Linked DNA regions of Macaca mulatta: region 1 is linked to region 2. A link is a contact called in public Hi-C data. All regions are on one chromosome and are shown on one strand. The core of a region is the stretch at or near the end of the contact, and the rest is flanking DNA. Distances in the headings are between cores, read along the strand shown. Region 1 holds the start of HOXB2 (homeobox B2). Region 2 holds the start of HOXB3 (homeobox B3).

Region 1 (2,992 bases), core at 278-2,777, 45 kb before region 2:
GAGCCGCCCACGGGCCACGCAGGGGGCGGAGAGCCGCTCCCTTTGGCGCCGAAACCTCAGATCCCCCCTCCCAAGCCCTCCCAGTGGACCCCTCAATTCGGAACTTTCCAACTCAACCGGAGCGAGGGTCATAAAGATTGTTCTTCACCCCTCTTCCTCCCTAGCTCTCAATTCTTCCTCTTCTCCTAGAGTTGGGGCAGAAAGGACCGAATCTTTTTCTGCTTCTAGAGTCTATCCCAGCAACAACATATTCATTCCCCTACACAGATACGGATGAAAACCTCAATCAAATCATTTTCTTCTAGCAGAAAAAAGGCGTTTCCCCAACCAGCTTTCAAAATCAGCTGTAGGGAGAGAGAGAGAGAGAGAGAGAGAGAGAGAGAGAGAGGAAAAAAAAAAAAAAAAAAGACGCTGGCAGAGGCCAGGCTTGTCCCCCAGTGGGATATTCTTCTTCCCCATGCCGGGAATGGACGGGGTAAGGAACCCCAACAGGCTTGCCACCTTTTTTTTTTTTAACCTCCTTCCACTGCTTTTTCTCCCCCTCTTGTAGGGTGCCCCTCACCCCACCCCCACCAGGCTTACCGACCTGCAGGCGATCCGACCCCGGAGGCCGGGACAGCGGAGGCGGCCGGGGAAGGAGACGTGGCGGATTGGCTGGGTTTCTTGGCGGATTTCTTCTCTTTCATCCAAGGGAACTCGGGGGCCGGGGGGGCAGCGGGGAGCAGCGGCGGTGGCGGCGGCAGAGCAGGCCCATCTTCGGCTCGCTTTTGGCTCCTGGGTCTCTGAAGGGTGGAGGCGCCGGGCTGGAGGCTGGGGAAGGTTTGCTCGAAAGGAGGAGGAGGAGGAATTAATGTCGACTCCTTGATTGATGAAGTTTGAAATGTCTCCAAGACAGCGGGGAAGGAAGTCAGACACTCGGCGAGCGATGGCTGGCTGTTTATAAACCCAATCTCCCTCTCAAATTCAAAATTCATGGCTTTCAATGGTGGGGGAGGGGGCTGCTGGGGGGGGCGTCAGGAGGGAGGATCGGAAGGGACCCCCCCTCCTGCCCCCCCCAGATTTATGTAATGGAGCGATTTTGGGAGGGGGAGATTTCGGTCTCTCTCTCTTTTTTTTTTTTTTTTTAAATTTTGGGCCTTTATATTTGTATATTGCTGATAAATACAAGCGTATGGGGACTCTCTCTATTAAACCCAGGACTCCGGCGAAATTACAGGGAATTCGTGGTCACGGGACCGGTCTCCGCCAATCGCTCGTCTGGGCCTGGTGGAAAACAGAGAGCATTATTTGCTTTAATTGATTCAAAAACACCAGAGGACCATGACCTGGACACCATGAGCCCCCATTCCTACACCAGTGCCTCACACGCTCTCTCCCCAGTGCCTCCCTTTCTCCAGAAAAGCTAGAGAAACCACTTCCTCATCCCTTTCGGAGGTTAGAAGGTTTCAGAAGCTTGGAAAAGAAGAGACTCTAAGGGAGAAACCTTCCTCTTTTCCAAATGTTTTAATAGAGTAAATTAAGGCTTTCCTTTCGTGGCTTACGTGGCCAGCAGCATCGTCTTCCCTTCTCCCCTTCCCCAAGAAAAGATGAGTGAGGATCCCTGCGTTGGAGGAAGAGGGAGTCGAAAGAGGCTTCCACTCTTTGAAAAAGGTCAGTGTTAAGGTGCAAATAAGAAAGAGATTTATAATCATCAGCACCACTATCCCCATGTTAACCCTCCAAAAGCAACAGTTAAATCTTGGGAAATGGACAGGAACTCCCAGGCGGACACATAAGAGTGAGATGGAGCATGAGGGGCATTTTTGGGCCTCTGGCCTCCATCGCTGTGTGGCCTGGGTTCTCGTCTCTGCCCAGTGTTTGCAGCACTGCCTCTTCCCCTTATGTCCCCCTGCTTTCCTCACTTTCAGGCATCCATGCTTCTCTGTGACACCTCCCTCCCCCCGAAAACAAGCAGAGTCTAAGATGTGCATGTACCCACTCAAGCCTCAAGCTCATATCTGTATCCATATCCAGGGACATGAACAAGAACTCAGGTAGCCACTGATTTAACTTAGAGCACTCTCAAAGTTCAGATCAGCGTATGTGTGTGCATGAATGTGGTGGGGAGCTTTTCCCCTAGGACAAAGAGACTTTCCCTCCCATTTTTGCCATTGTGCTAGTTTAAAAAAAAAAAAAAAAAAAAAAAAAATCCCTGACAAGGAAGAATTCCCTGAAAATGGCGCGGGTGGAAATAATGACCACTGAGATGATATTCCATTTCTGGCTCCTGAGGGGAAATGCTTTTAAAATTTATTTTATTTTGAGGAGACCGAGATAGTCTGAAGTTTAGAGTGTTGTAATTTACTATAGAAAGAGGGCACAAGACTCTAAGCCCCAAGCAATTGGTGGGAAACTAGGCCTCAAAGCAGAAAATGAAAAGTCGATCTGGGGGAAGATTTTTAAATAAGTGGGTCAGAGGGACGGAGAGGAGATGAGGCGATCAATCTTAGCCCCCTGACAGCTCCCTCCGATTGCATCAAAGAATTTGGCTCTTTGGGAAAGCAGAGGGAACAGCCAAAATTTCACATCTCTTAAAAAGGCCTGGGGGTGGGGGTGGAGGTGGGGGTGCAAAAGAGAAAGGTGATTCTGGGAGAGCTGGGAAACAGATGGGAAATGGGGACAGAGGGAAAGCGCTAAGTTGGGTGGAAAGTTTGCCTGGAGAACTCCCACGGCTCTGGCCTCCCCTCCCCCTCCTCTCTCTCTGCAGCCCAGCCAGGAGAAGGCTGGTTAGCAGAGAAATGGCAACTGAGCCCGGAGCTGGAACTAGAAACTTTCTGTCAATGTAACATCTGCGTGGGTGGTGGTGAGTATTTAAAAAGAAGAGCAGAGAAGTCTTGAGTAGAAGCATGAGGATGGGGGAGCGGAGGATGAAGAAAGGGGAGTTGGAGGTGGGGGCTGCAGGGACCGGGGAGTCATGCTCTGGAGGGCTGAGAACAGAGAGAGCTACTCTGAC
Region 2 (3,180 bases), core at 497-2,996:
AGGGGCACAGTAGGAATGGGGTTCCCCTGGAGACCCAGGTCAGACTCTCCCTTGCGGAACTCTTTCTCTGCATGTCTGTCAACTCCGCTGCCTTGTACAGTGGAAGACTGTGGAAGCTGTGCCTCTGGCACTTCTTTATATTTTCAATGGTTCTGGGGATCCTTTGGGAGTCGACCTGTGTCTCCTTTCTAAGGGATACAAATGCCCTCATCATTCTTGGGATGATGTGTCTTCAAACCAGGGTGACTCTGCTTTTAAAGCCTGTTAAGGATCTCCTGTAAGTCAGGCTTGGACAGTGGATAGAGAGCTCAGGGAATAGAGAGTGGCTTCAGGAGAAAGAGGAGAGGGGGAGAATTCCAATGTCCCTTAATGGGAGAAAGGGAGTCTTATGACCCCATCCTTGTCCCAAAGATCAGAAGCCCCTCGAGGTGCCACATATCCAATCCCAGAAACTACCTATGGCAGTTGGTGAGGTGAATCAAGGGATGGCAGGCTGGTGAAAGCAGGAGTGACAGGGTAGTTAGCCCCATAGGTCTTAAATTGGAGGGGGATCAATTTGGTGGGGAAGAGGCCTCTGACTTTTAGAAGGGTGACTTTTCCCTAGAAAATAACAGAACCCCTGGGGATAAAATCCTGAAGTCTCTCTGGTTTATGGTGCCACAAAACAAAGGGGCCTTTGAGGGTGTGCCCGGAAGAGAAGAGGGAAAAAGAGCACCTTTCCTATTTTCTCTTCCAGCTCCTGAACCTATTTCCTCCTGACAGTTGAGGGATTTGTATTCTTGAGCTAATTTTATTTATGGAGGGCATGCCAGAGTTCTACTTAAACACCTAACACCTCTAGGCAAGAGAAGAAGCTCTTCCCTTCCCCCACTCCTGGTTCAGGAATTAGGTTTTGAACTGGGGGGATTGCCCACTCTGTCCGCTCCGTAGTCTGACTTCAGGATCCTACTTTGAGGCAAGGAGAAAGATTAGCTTGAGACCAACAGGCTGAAGGTGGAAGCAAAAGCAGCACTGTGCTCCCCATCCCAGAGAAGCCTGATGAAGCCAAAGATAACTGGAGGGACCCCTTTTTATGGGCTTCAAAGATCTGAAAGCCAGAGAGCATCCCAGAGCAAGGCAGCCCACAGCAGCCACCTACCCGGTGCTTTTTCTCAGCTCACATGTATCCGGATAAAAGTGCCCAGAGGTGCACCCCCCCACACCTCTGACAAATGAATGTCATAAAGTTTCTTTACTGAGGGTGGGGAAATAGCTGTCTGAAGATATCCAGCAGTGAAGTGGCCCCCCACAACGGCCCCTTCTTTCAGCAATACACACCCCTCCTTCTTGGTCCCTAAATTTCCACTGGCACTGAGGGAGTATGAATCCCCTACACAAACCCTTTTCCCCACAAAGTCAGACACTCCTGCTAGTAAAAATCAGGCACCCCCGACCCATGAGGCCTTATGAAACTGAGAGCACTCATTTCAGGCACACAGTCCCTTAGAACTGGGTGCATAAAACAGGCTAAATTTCCCCCACATCACCCCACAGCCCCAGCTGGAAACAAGTTTTCTTCCCCCAGTCCCAAGTCCCAGAATTGCAAGGGGTAAAAGCGAAAACTGAAAGCGACTTACTGTGGGAATGCTGGCCTGGGCCGCTGCTGCCTTCTGGGCTGGTCCGGCTGCTCCAGGCTGGAAGAGTGCTCACCTACTTCTGCCCCCTTCCCCATCACAGCGAGCAGTTAAAGTGTCACTTAACATTCTGGAGAATGTGAAATATACTGCGCGGTGTCAACTCCCCAAAACCATAAAACTAACTTTATGGACCTCACGTGACTTTCTCGAGCCAGTGAGGGGTATCTGTCTGACTTCTCGGCGATTTTTACGATCTAACTTCGAGATAAAACCCCTATCCATTTGACATCTAAATGTCATAGCGACTTTTGGGATAGTTTGCTATCGACAAAGGGGGACAAAGTCAAGGGGTGAAGGGAAAGGAGGGCCAAGTAGAGCCTCCACGACCCTCGGCTGCCTCCTCACCAGCTCCCCCTCCCCCCAAGTCCAGTAAGAAGTTGGGCCAAGCTGGAAGGGATTGACCGGGTAAGTGTCCAGACTTGACTCTTGCGATCAGGGTGGAGGCTGACTTGGATGGAGGTGGACTGGGCCCTGGCCCTGGGCCAGGCTGAAGGGGGAACCAGGGGTCTTTCTGAAAGGACTCTAACTCCTAATCAAGAGGGAAGATCAGTTGGACCCTTGGAGAGAAGGAGCCCTTGATAAGGGTAGGGAAGGCTGAGGATGAGAGAAATCCTTTGAAATCCAACTGATTTTTTTTTTTTTTTTTTTGCTTTAGTTGGTGGCAGAGCTGAATTGGGACTTGCAGTAGGAGACAGGGGGCTGGGCAGGCCTCTACCACTCCCAAAAGGCTAGGAGCCTCCTGCTGAGGACTTAGGCCCAAATTACTTTCCCAGAAGAGTTTTCCAGAGGCTTCCTTGGCCAGCTAATGGAAGACCAGGATGGAGTCTAGTTCAGCCTTTCCCCTGCCCCAGCCCCACATAGGGTTTCTGGGCCTTGGAGTTCCCCAGGCACAAAGGTCTGTTCTCTAGCCCGGGTACTGTTGACCAAGCCAGGGACTTACATGGCTGAGAAGAGCTGTTGGGGAGCAGCCTACTTTTTCTTCCCTGCACCCCAGATCCATTGAGAATGGTGCAGGGTGTGCCTGGGATGGAAGAGGCAGACCCCTCGGAGAAAAGACAAGTGGAAGGGCAATGGAGTGGGGGAAACATTTATTTGACTTCCAGGAAAGCTACAAACAAATACCAAAAGCGAATCACTGAGACAGGCCCCGCAAAGACAGATTTCACATGTAGCACAGCATCCACTCGCTCACTACAAATGGTCTTGGAAGCAAAATGGGTAAGGGAGAGATGGGTCTGACCCAGACTATCCCCATATTTACAAGCTTTGGGCCCTCTAGCCAGACCCATAGATTCACAGAGAAATACACAAGACATTTTGCACTGAGGATCATTTTTGTTTCCGTATACTCCCAGACCAGGCCTTGCGGGGCCTACTCAGGCAGCAGGAACTTAAATCTCACTATCTTTTTTCTTTTTTCTCAATATCATCCCTTTGGTCCTCCCTAGCCCCTTCCCACCCTAGGACCAAGCCCCTAGGAGACTTGGGCCTGGGGAGTGGAGAG

The links. Hi-C and Micro-C count contacts between places; a contact is called where the count stands out from the background.
Region 1: a contact with region 2 is called in a Hi-C map of sperm, with 3 times the contacts expected there. The contact joins the promoter of HOXB2 here to the promoter of HOXB3 in region 2. A contact is called at or near these places in 3 of 14 Hi-C or Micro-C datasets (liver, lung fibroblasts and sperm).

The regions. Positions count from the first base shown.
Region 1 is chr16:61,464,072-61,467,063 of T2T-MMU8v2.0, reverse strand. It overlaps HOXB2 (homeobox B2), which reads right to left and starts at 1,527. Exons shown (of 2, transcript XM_015119387.3): 1 at 587-1,527. The coding sequence starts at 974. It overlaps LOC106994014 (a long non-coding RNA gene), which reads left to right. Exons shown (of 7, transcript XR_013406598.1): 1 at 1-475; 2 at 1,511-1,650; 3 at 1,908-2,033; 4 at 2,747-2,836.
Region 2 is chr16:61,419,275-61,422,454 of T2T-MMU8v2.0, reverse strand. It overlaps HOXB3 (homeobox B3), which reads right to left and starts at 1,746. Exons shown (of 5, transcript XM_077971327.1): 1 at 1,617-1,746. It overlaps HOXB5 (homeobox B5), which reads right to left. Exons shown (of 2, transcript XM_001088160.4): 2 at 2,748-3,180. LOC106994015 (a long non-coding RNA gene) reads left to right here and starts at 1,894. Exons shown (of 3, transcript XR_001440403.3): 1 at 1,894-2,081.